Regions from separate parts of the Zea mays genome. Here region 2 is linked to region 1. The links are chromatin contacts, called in public Hi-C maps. All regions are on one chromosome and are shown on one strand. Each heading gives the region's core, a stretch centred on a gene start, on an enhancer-like site or on the middle of the called end of the contact. The rest is flanking DNA. Distances are from core to core; before and after follow the strand shown. Region 1 has its middle 150 kb from the start of LOC103632369. Region 2 holds the start of LOC103632369.

What was found. A called contact is a pair of places that touch in the nucleus more often than the background predicts.
Region 2: a Hi-C map of leaf shows a contact between it and region 1, with 8 times the contacts expected there. The contact joins the promoter of LOC103632369 here to the enhancer-like site in region 1. A contact is called at or near these places in 3 of 25 Hi-C or Micro-C datasets (leaf and tassel).

Annotation. Positions count from the first base shown.
Region 1 is chr7:52,566,717-52,569,383 of Zm-B73-REFERENCE-NAM-5.0, forward strand. No RefSeq gene overlaps it. Among protein-coding and RNA genes, the nearest start is that of LOC103632369, 150 kb to the right of the region's middle. Within about 2 kb of position 1,330, at least 14 of the 20 cell types and tissues checked have an H3K27ac peak or open chromatin away from gene starts, as enhancers often do. A contact at or near this core is called in leaf, where this site is marked.
Region 2 is chr7:52,717,809-52,720,475 of Zm-B73-REFERENCE-NAM-5.0, forward strand. It overlaps LOC103632369, which reads right to left and starts at 1,323. Exons shown (of 4, transcript XM_035960916.1): 1 at 1,012-1,323; 2 at 743-944; 3 at 1-537. The coding sequence starts at 332.

The DNA of each region.
Region 1 (2,667 bases), core at 80-2,579:
GCAGTATCATCCCAGTATGTGGCAAAATGCTTAAGAAAACAGATGTAATCACATCGTGTTAAGATGCTTTTGGTTCGCTCAGCTCCACCAAAAGGCAAGGGGGCATATGTTGGAGCCCATTTTGAGTAGGGCGGACGGTCCGGCCCTGAGGCCGGACTATCCGCAGTCCGGGCGGTCCGCGCCTGGGGGCCGGACGGTCCGCGCCTGGGGGCCGGACGGTCCGCGCGTGCGCAGAGCAGTTTAGGGTTCCGAGTTTTGTGCTACGGTTGTTAGCTAGATTCATGGGATTCACTCGGAAATTTGTTTGTAACGGGTCCAGCCCTCCTCCTCTATAAATAGAGAGGTCTACGGCCGATTTGAAACAACGAATAGAACCTTCAATCAATACAATTTACATTTTATCCTAGGAGTAGTTCTAGTCTAGTTTAGGTTTAGCTATCCAATCCCCAAATTCTTTGTCTCTCTTCGGCTCTACGTCGATTAGAGGAGTCTAGGTCGGCCGGCCCGAGTCTAGACACCACCTAGGATCTCTCCTCCCCGACGGGGTCCCTCCCGGGAGCGAGATCTAGGCGCCGCCGGCGACTTCCGCCGCCTCTGCGTACGCGCGGACCGTCCGGCCCCCAGGGCGCGGACCGTCCGGCCGTCAGGCAGAGAAGCCCTAGCCGCGCACCAGGCCGCGGACCGTCCGGCCCCAGGCCGCAGACAGTCCGCCCCTGCGTAGAGAGTACCACCGCGCCTCGCACCAGGCCGCGGACCGTCCAGCCCCGCGCGCGGACCGTCCGCCCCTGTGCAGAGGGCACCGCCACGGTTCTTGTTGAGTGTTTGACGCTCCGGAAAGGCGTCAACAGTATGGCTGAACGGCATATGCAAATATATACTTTCTCTGTTTCTGTTTATACGTTACGTTAGCTTTATTCTAAGTTAAACATTAAGATCCTTAATTAAATAGTTTATTAAATGCATAAAGTTACATAACGAATAAATTATATATATATATATCTTGTAATAATTTAAAATTTTAAATGTTATGATACAAATCTATACAAATATTTTGGAATCAATAATTAAAGACATAGATGTTTGACTTAGAAAAAAACTAATATGGTACTTTATTCTTTTTTTATTTATCGCATTTTAGTTTAAAAATAAAGTAGCCGTGCAATGAATATTTGAGTATGCAGGTAGTATCTCATAAACGGAGGAAGAAAGAGAAGAGAAAGGCAGCGCTCCATCAAGCAGCTATCGGGGTCACTATAGTGCTCACGCATGGCATAACCTCCCTATCAATCGTGGGTGCAACAAGTGGTTGGTGTTTGATGCGACTGGTCAGACCAGTTAGGAGTAGCCGGGCGGTCTCCATCACGGAACAAAAGGAGCATGCATGCATGCATACTCCTATCCGATGATGATGCATATGCTCGGAGAAATGACGCCAATGAGTGGCATGATTGGAGCTAAGCTAAGGGCCTGAATTTAAATCATGTCTGAATTTAAAGCAGCATGAGCCTACTACCAAAAGCGCATGTGCATGTCTGTGTTGCGACTTGCGACCCGCCCGGACCCCGGCAATATATATATTTTGCGAGTGCCGTGTGCGATAATCATTCCTTCCTTCTGGGGATTCGCTATGAACTACGGTTTTGTTGGTTGATTGGTTGGTTGGTGCCACGTTGGCCTTCAATAATTTCCCGTGGCCGCTGGACGAGTACGTGGCCAATGCGTGTTTAGGGCATGTGTGATCCGTATTTTAAGTGTTATCTATTGGAGTAAGTGCAAAAAAAAACTATCTTAATAAAAGAACGTCTCTAACACAGTTCTCTTAGTCTAAAATATAGTTCCAACCTACATAAACAAGCCATATCTTAAGAAATTCTAGTAAAATTATAAGGCTTAAATATATTGGATTGTACGAACGAGTTTCTCAGATATATTCAGTGTTTTAAAGAACTACAACCAGTGTCGGTCCTAATATTTTAGAGGCCCGAGACAAGACTTATATTGGAGGCTCTTTATAATAATAATTATTATTACACATAGGTATAGTATGTATATATTGTAAATAAATCTTTATGTATATCTGAAAACATATTCATATTAAATAAAAAGTAATTAAAATATAGCCTAACATCTTGTAGAAAAATGCCGTATATATATATGTCTAGATAACTCAAAAGAAGGTCACCTCGAACAGTGATTAAATGGATGCACGTTGTTAGATTAGTCAATTAGGTCATGTTAGTTTCGTTTTCACCGTGTAGGGCAGGACGAAAGCGCCGCCGTACCCGATGCTTGTGCACTGGTTATCAAGAGGACAGGGCACAACCGTCTGTCTGCCTGCGACTGTGCGAGGGATAGAGATGAAACGACAAACATCGCTGTCTCACTACACACTGAAAGACTAGACGGCTATGCCTGAGACTACGAAGTCAAGATTAATGGGTTACAATTAATTCTCCTTATTTATTGTTGTTGTGTTGTTGACTTATATTAAGCCTTTAAACATTCTATAGAACCAGCATATAAATCTATATAAAATATGTTATATACTTGTATATATGTACTGATTTTTAGTACCTACGGTGAGGCCCGGTTAATCTGAGGCTTGGTCGGGACCTGCTCGACCCCGCTAGGACCGGCCCTGACTACAACATAGTATCTGGATTATTG
Region 2 (2,667 bases), core at 73-2,572, 150 kb after region 1:
CGTGCCAAGTCAATGTCAAAAGGACCTCTAGAGGTATCTTGTGTATTCTTGTAGTACCTTGACAGCCTACTTTGCTTCCCTGTAGAACAACTTGCAGCTCCACTTGCACTACCAGTTGACTTATCAAAAGGTGAACAACTATCATGTTCCAATGTGGAAAAAGAATCCCTCAATGAATTTCTCATTGCCATATCAATCTGTGCTTCTTCATCAAAAGGAATTCTTGCACTTTGATAACCATGTCTTATTGCACTAACCTCCTTTTCAACAAACAAACGAAGCTTCTTACCACGTGCCCTCCTAATTCTCCCATCCGTTACTTTTTGAGACATTAGGTCCTTCACATGATTTGGCACTTTACGACATGCCTCCACACTCCCTAGTATGTGACCTAGATTCTCTTTTAATCGAGACACCCCCCGCCTTTTTTGGTGGTAAAACAATAAAAGCACTTAAAGCCAGCCCCATGAGGTCCAGGATATGGTTCACCATGGTTCCAAGTCACATCAATTGGTCCATTTAGCTTCACTGGTTTCCCTACATTACCAAACACTATTTTAGCAAATACATTACCAATAGCATTCTACATAAATTTCTAACAAGTAGTATCTCACAAATGGTCACAAATATGTGCAATCGATAGAAATCCATCTGATCATAAATTTGTACGGAAATTCAGTAGTATTCTACAGAAATTTATTTATACCGAGACATGTATATATTAAACAATAAAATCAATTACCATATCGATCAAGCACCACATCAGCACTACTAGAAGATGTGTTGGCATCAGCCATGGTCTTTCCTTTCTATGTGTCAGTAGTAGCACGACGATCAGTAGGATGGTTAACCACGTGCACTTTATCTTCGCTGTCCGAATCCCACAACATCGCAGGAACAGTGCTAGCGCCTCCACCCATCTCGTCGCTGTCCAGCGCTTGGTGCTAGCCGGCAGAACATATCACCAAATGAAATGCATCAAGCTGTACAAGAAATGCAATAGTATTGTACCTGTCTTTTGGAGAGCCGCCACGTGAAGAACTGGTGCACAGCAGGCCAGCAACACATCTGCAGAACTTTCTCGGGCACAGCTCTTCCTTCACACGAGATGGTAGTGCGGGCAGCATGGGAGTCAGAGGGTGGAAGCTCGTGGGCGTCGGACTCTTGAAGAACAGCCACGGGAGAAGCTAGCAGCAAATCTGACGAGCGGTTGTGCTGGGCTGCTGGCGGGATGGAGAAAATCTACAGAGCTGCAGCCTGCCCGTGAAGAAAACTAGAACAACAGAGAAGCCAGTGAAAAAATCTGAACGGCGGCGGCTGGCTAGCAGGTGACGGCTGTAGATGTTTTAGGGTTCCAAATTTATATATGAGTAGTATTTTGGGCTTTTATTCACAGCCAAAATACATACGAACTGGATTGGGCCGGCTGAATTTAAAACAGCCGAAAAATTTGAGCGGTAAGAGAAATAATCGGGCCCTAGCGAGAAATGCGATTTTCGATTTTCTCGAAATTTCTCGCCGAGAAAGTTTTCCCTGGTTCGGATACATTTTTATTTTAGTAAAATGCCATGTTTTATTTTAAATAAAAGTTAGTAAAAGAAAAGTTGGTATGATACTGAAGTGGCTGTAGGACGATGTAAAGGCTCTAAACTAGAGCACTACGATAGATCAGAGCTAACGATAGTTGATAGTATGGCCGGTAGTGTGGTTGATATCTGACGTGGTGGTCGATAAGAATTGGTTGCACTGGAACCAGACTAATGTCTTATATTCGAGTACATATATTAGATGATGGAGGGAGTGTAATTTGTCTATCATAAATATAATAATAATATCTAAATTTGTCATGATGTGGGTTTCAGTGCTACGTATCTATATCGACCGTCACATACTATTACCAACTATCATTAGCCCATACTAGCGCTAAGTGCACGACCTTTATTAATAAAATCATATAATTTATAAAAACAATTAAAAGATAACTTAATTCATGATAATAATATCTAAGTGCAATCTAAGTTATGCTTCATTAAATCATTTTAGAGCTGAGTAGTATGGATTACAGTCTCACGTTGCATACTGACATGCAGAGGCTGGAATAAGTTATTTCCTTTTCAAAAAAAATAGTGCTGCAGTCACTATGTGCGTGTTTGATTCAACTTAAAGGCAAATTCTGGCCGCCAGCTGTTACGGAACTTCAAATGTCTAGTTTTTTAATTTGCTTCTAAAAAAATCCCTTTAGTAAAAATCGTCGTGATAAAAAGAATTTGTCACTTCTCAATTTGAACGCTATAGACTCGTTGTCTCCCTCCGTACGATGCTTAAAATTTTCCTTCAGCCATACTCAGATTTTTTCCATAGCTACATCTTAGCAAAACTCATTAGAAAAAAGCTTAACCGAACAATGCTACTCCCTCCGATTGAAATTAGCAGGCGTTTTAGCTCTATAATTTTATGTCTATATTTATATAGATGATAATAAATTTAGATATATATAGAACATATATATTAACTATTGTATAACTCTACTATTAAAAAGGTAAAGCGAATTTTATTTTGAAACTAAGAAAATATCAAGGTATGAGCCTGACATCGTACAATATTGGATCAGACCGTGCTTAGATCAAACTAAAAAATTATGCTTGGGACCGAGCGGTCATGCCAATA